Linked DNA regions of Capsicum annuum: region 2 is linked to region 1. Evidence: chromatin contacts called from public Hi-C data. All regions are on one chromosome and are shown on one strand. Each heading gives the region's core, a stretch centred on a gene start, on an enhancer-like site or on the middle of the called end of the contact. The rest is flanking DNA. Distances are from core to core; before and after follow the strand shown. Region 1 holds the start of LOC107863259 (kinesin-like protein KIN-10C). Region 2 has its middle 7.9 kb from the start of LOC107863263.

What was found. Hi-C and Micro-C count contacts between places; a contact is called where the count stands out from the background.
Region 2: a Hi-C map of leaf shows a contact between it and region 1, with 2.0 times the contacts expected there. The contact joins the enhancer-like site here to the promoter of LOC107863259 in region 1. A contact is called at or near these places in 4 of 5 Hi-C or Micro-C datasets (bud, leaf and placenta).

Annotation. Positions count from the first base shown.
Region 1 is chr3:214,596,792-214,599,831 of UCD10Xv1.1, reverse strand. It overlaps LOC107863259 (kinesin-like protein KIN-10C), which reads left to right and starts at 1,549. Exons shown (of 16, transcript XM_047409370.1): 1 at 1,549-1,935; 2 at 2,418-2,583; 3 at 2,708-2,908; 4 at 3,005-3,040. The coding sequence starts at 1,715.
Region 2 is chr3:214,639,050-214,642,089 of UCD10Xv1.1, reverse strand. No RefSeq gene overlaps it. Among protein-coding and RNA genes, the nearest start is that of LOC107863263, 7.9 kb to the left of the region's middle. Within about 2 kb of position 1,614, at least 5 of the 5 cell types and tissues checked have an H3K27ac peak or open chromatin away from gene starts, as enhancers often do. A contact at or near this core is called in bud and leaf, where this site is marked.

The sequences.
Region 1 (3,040 bases), core at 300-2,799:
CACCAACTGAGACTTGAAAAATTCCAAGTCTCCACCGATCCCTTGGGATTCATCCAAAATCCAGTGAACGCAAACGAACTATGCTCCCCTATCAAATTTGACATTCCAGATTCAATGGTGCAGTCAAAATTTTCATCTGGGGTCGTCTCTTTACCTAAGGGTCATTTTTCTCAAATTTCTATCAATAGAGCAAGATGAGTTCGCAAGCCTTGAGACCCAAGCCAAAAGTGATCCTAGCCTAAAATTGATGTTTCAGAGCTTAAAGAATTGTCAAAATTGACATACGAGGTTGTTGAATTGAAGTTTACGTCCGATAGCCAATCTTTACCAGCGAAGACTTCAAATAGAAAATTGACTCTAAAAATCAAACGAACTGCCCGATAACTGAACTGTCAGCTCTAGCAAGTCACAAATGACTTTGGGCAGCTATAGGAAAGCTCTAAGGCAAAAATACATAAAATGCAGAAAATGAACTGGAGGGTCATTACATTAGAAACCTTGAATTCCATAAAGATGAGACCTTTAGCATAAAATCTCTATTAATGAAGATAGGTTGAGCTTGAAAGAACTAGTTGATGGTTAATTGACCTTGGGAAATGATATAAACCTTGAATCAATGATAGAATTAGTGTGTTTCAATCCTCAAGATATTTGTTTGAAGAGTAATTATTTAATTACTCTTATTATTGCTTGATTTTTAGATGATTGATTATTCCAAGTACGAAAAAAAGGAAAGAGCATTTTTATTGTTGTTTGCTTCTTTCAAAAGTTTGACGTCCAGATAGGTTAGGTTTAATGTGTAGAAGACTGTGATACTTTATATTTTCATAACGTAGAATTGATGAGAGAAAACAGGTCTAGGCATGCTGGTATGGAGTTGAAGTAGATAAAAATATATAAACTTGCTTAAAATAGAACGGCCATATGTGGCTAAATTTAAGAATAATAAATGGAAAATTATCAGGTTTGAGCCGTAAGTATGAAAAAATCCTTGATAGAGAGCGCTATTCCTAAATGACCCTTATTTTGATGCGAATTCAAATCAGTTGGTCTTCAATGCAGGCACCAAAAATTAAATCAGAAAAAAAATGAACAAGAAATTATATTTTACTCCTTAACAATATATCTATACTATATTAAAAGAGTGAAGGGCCTTAAAAATAGTGTTTGAACTTTTTTCCTTCATTAAAAGTTTTTGCTTTAGATAAAATCGTCTTTTCACTATTTTTCCTAATATATAAGAGTTGAAAATTAATTAAATATTTTTATGGTAACAACTTTCCTTATCAGAAGTCATCAGAATTAATAACAACTAATTCTTTTTTTATTAGTGTAAGAATTCTAAATCAACTAAATTTGATTTTAAAAAAAAATTAAAAAATTTAAGAATAAATATAAAAACGTTAGATAAAATCTCTGCAATGAATAAAATTATTTAATCTTAAATAATAAAATATTACACGTGCGAGACACACGCTGCTAAACTAATTAGTACAAAAAAAAAAAGACGGAAAAAAGAAAAATGGATTACATAAAGGGTGTCGTCCAGGGGAGCGTTGAAGAGCGCCAGATAGTTCTGAGAAACAAATAATTTGAAAAATGAAACCCTAACGGCTATTTCTCCTGCACAAAATAATAGGCATCACTCCCTCACTCTTTCATCAATTCATCCAAATTTCAAAAATTGTAAATTCTCAATCCCTAATATTCTTCCATGGCTTTCTCGACGCCCGATTCAAATCGCCTGAAACTCAACACCGGCCCAAGAATATCACGCAGGGTGCGAATTGTTGGAAAAATTCGAGGATTTACCGATCAAGAATCTGAATTATCCGGCCGAGATTCGAAGCCGTGGGTCACTGTTTCCCGGACCAATGAGAATGATTCTGAATCGTCTGGAAAAGTTACAATCTCATTCGGAGATGAAGGCAGTAGGTAATGTTTGTGGTGAACAATTTTTTCCAGTTCAATTTTCATTTGCTTTGATATGTTTGGCTTAAATTATGCTTAGTTTGTTGGTGTTGACCGATTTAGCTACACATGATGAAACATGATACACCATTGACTTTAATTTTTTGTTCAAGATGATACCAGCCAAATTCGGGGTAAAAAATTTAGTTAGTGTTTCAAGCCAAGAGAGTGAGTTCGACTGACCCACTGTCGATAGCGACAGTCCGCCCATGGATTTGATTACATGTTAGTCATTGGGTTGTTAATTCCTGTTCCGGTCCTAATCATGTGGTATTCTATGATTTCTTGGGCAAAACTTGTAGATATTCCATTTACAAATGTATTCTGTAAATAGCGTTGTTTATTTCGAGATTGAATTGAGCTTGGTTTCCATTGGGTTACTGGTGCTAGGCATCCACATTTTCTTTTTGGGAGGGAAAAATCTGACGTTTTCTAGTTTATTGCAGTCGTAAAGATAAATATGAATTAGATGATTGTTATGAACAAGATGATGATAATGATATAATATTTTCAAGAGAGATGAAACCCTTGATATCAGAAGTTCTCGGCGGTCGAAATGCATCCATTATTGCTTATGGGGCAAGGGGCAGTGGAAAAACCCACACAATCCAGGTATGTCTTCTGTGTAGTTACTTAACAAGTGGGTTATTTTATCCATAGCTCCATTTTCCTCTGTTTCTCCAATAATAACCTTCTGGAACTTTGAAACTAAGGATATTGTTTCTTTCTATTGTAGGGTTCTGCGGACAAACAAGGTTTGGCAACAATGACAATAGCTGAGATCTTTTCGCAAACAAAGGATGCGAAGATAACGATCTTCGTTTCCTTTTATGAGGTGTTCCAAGATCATGTCTATGATCTTTTGGATCCTAATCATCCCGAAGTTCAAGTGCTTGAAGATTCTCAAGGAAAAATAAAGCTCAAAGGACTGTCTAAGGCAAGTTAAAGTAATTTAATCCAGTTATGATAGTAAAATATTGACAATTTGCACATTGTTATGGTTAAGATTGCTCTGTTCGTTTCTTGTACGCAGACCACTGTGGATTCCATTTCACACTTTCATGATCTA
Region 2 (3,040 bases), core at 365-2,864, 42 kb before region 1:
TAATTTGTTCAGGTCCTCAGCAATGTCCCAACTTGAAAGCTAAAAGGTAAGCAACATTTACTGTCCCCAGATTCGCCATTAAATATCCATAAATCCAACAAAGATGCATGCATCTCACACTCAAGTCCATGTGATACAGGACAGTGACTATAATTTATAAGGAACAAAACTGAAAAGCATCAAAGACTAAACTTGCAGCAATAATTGAAGTTATCTGACAGTCATCAGGAACTTCCCACCCAAGTTGGCAAATTAGTAATGCATCTAAGCCACTATTTGTTAAAGTAATATTATGTGAATACCTAGACATCAGATAACTAACAAGTGGTTCAATTTCTAAGTCCCTAGTCTAAGCAGTAGCTTGTAAGAAAGTTCCTTTCACATAAAATGTAAGCATACAAAAGACAATGATCGAGTTACCTATGGTTCATAAGGATCGAGCAAGCATATCTTTGCAAATTTCACACCCCTAAACATCAAACTTTTCCAGTACAACTTTTTTACTTGCTTTTCATTCACACTACCACCATAATTTTAGCTTTATAAACTAGGAATTCAGGTATTGGGAACGCAATGATTCTCGAATAAGACAATACATCAGCATGGTAATTTAACACCTAGTCCTTGACAGTATAGAGCAAACAAATCAATTGTACGCTTCCACTTTTGTTTCCATTAGGATTGCTAATTTCTAAATCGGTTAATATTTACGGACTATTAACGACTAATCAGAAACTTAGAAGGTTTAGCTGAACTCGGTTTAATCACAATGCCAAGGATTATAATTTACAGCTAGAATCGGTTCCAAACATCCACAAAACACAAAAAAGATCCTTTTTCCCCTAGTATAAACCCGAGGCATCGATCTGTATGAAATAAACTGACTACAATGTCTCCCACAAAGGTAGGGGAGGGGTACGGTCTATGTAGACTCTACCCTTCCCATACTCAACTTGTGGGATTACACTGAGTATGTTGGTATAGTTATGTCTACAAGGAAAAGCGCTTTCATTTCTGCTCCATTCATGGGGACAAACACTTAAGCGTAAACACAAAACCATTTCACCATTTGTCCAACACAATCAGAAAAGCTCAATATATTCATTATTTTTATAACTGTGGTGTCCGGCCTATCTTGCAGGGACCTCCACTAATTTCACGTGATACCTGCCACCTCCCACCACCAACATGTACAGCAAGCAGCAACAACAGGTACCAAGCAACTCAATCACACCAAGGCTAGGCTAAAACCATGCTCAATATATTCATATAAAACCAGTATTTTAGCATTCAAGTTGGCAAAATGAAAACGAATAACATCCAATAGTACATGGGTACAAAAGAAAAACCTTATTGCAAGTAAAACAGCAAGAAATTCGAGCTCTGAGTATGAAAGTTTCAGGATTTAGTGAGGTCTGGTGAAGAAATTTTAGTGTTAGGGTTGTTGTTGTTGGTAGAGCAAGATGACTTAAAGGCTTCAATATGAGACTGGCATTTGAGATAGTCCCCTTTATTCTCTTCCAAACACTTCTTCAGGGCCTCCACATCACACGCCCCAATCTTCTTCTTCATATTCATACTAATATTGTTTTCCTTCTCCATTTTCCCAAGTGAGAATGATACACACTTGGACACGACCCTCTCTGAATTTTGCTAGACTGGACTGGATTTCTTCACATGTGCCCCAACCCAGCCCAACATAAAATTATATATATAAAAAAAAAAAACTAAAAATTACACAAAGCCACAACTTAAGTATCACTCATTACATAAAATCTCAACTCTCAAAATATATTACAAAAATCTCATTACTTTCTCAATTTCTCTCTCTAAAATTACATATACATAACTTTACTAATTTTTATACAGCTTGTTCTCCTTGGAAGAAGCCTAAGATCAAGAAGTCATTATGTAGCGGTTACCATTTTTGAATTCATTATCATGTTTGATTCAAACTCTTACTCAATTGCATTCAATTCTAATAAAAACGTCATTTTCAATATGCTGTAATTTTTAAGATCTGAGGTTAGTTATATTTTTTTCCCTACTTTACCCAAAATTAATAGATTCTGATTAAACAATTTCTTGCATGTTGTTCATTCAATAGAATAAATTCAAACTTTTTTTTTTCCGACTTTGAGTAAGATTTTCTTTTTCTACTTTACTAAAATTATATAGAATAAGTTCTTTCACGTACTCTATTCACTCAGTATTACTTAGTAAATAAATGATACTCCATTTTTTAGTTTAAGATTAACTCAGTTAGACCATTTTGAACCAACAAATCAGATTATATAGTTCATTCCCAGTGAATTCATTATGAGGCCCCTAATTTTGTTGAAAACAGATCAAAAAATCGTAACAATCCCATTAACATGAAGAAGCTTAGGAAAGCTGCTAATCGAAGTTCAAAAAATCAAATCGGAGGAGTATTATTTGATTTTTTATTTTTTAAGTTATTTATTTTTTAATTTTTTTCATTAATGTGAGTTTTTTTTATTTTTTATTTTTGAATATGATTGTTAGTTTTGCAGTATTATGTGAGTTTTTTCATGATTTTGAGGGTGCATTAATAGTTGTCAGTGTATGTACATATCAATACTTATGTATATGGTAGACATATACATAACTGTTAGTACGTATTTAGAATATAATGAGATGATTATTTATTGTACTGGGATATAGTGTTTTTCCATCAATGTGAGGTTTTTAAATTTTTGATTTTTGAATATGGTTGTTAGTTTTGCATTATTATATTGAGTTTTTCATGAATTTGATGATGCATTAGTAGTTGTCAGTCTATATACATATCAGTACTTATGTATATGATAGACATATACATAACTGAGGGTACAAATTTGAAATATAATGATATGTATAGTTCATATACATCACAGACTTTAGGTATGTTTGGTATAAAGGAAAACATTTTCCAGAAAATGTTTTTCAGTTTTCTTATGTTTGGTTGGCTTATATGTTTCAAAAAATGTTTTCCAAATCAACTTATTTTCCTTAATTCTAAGGAAAATGACTTCTCTTC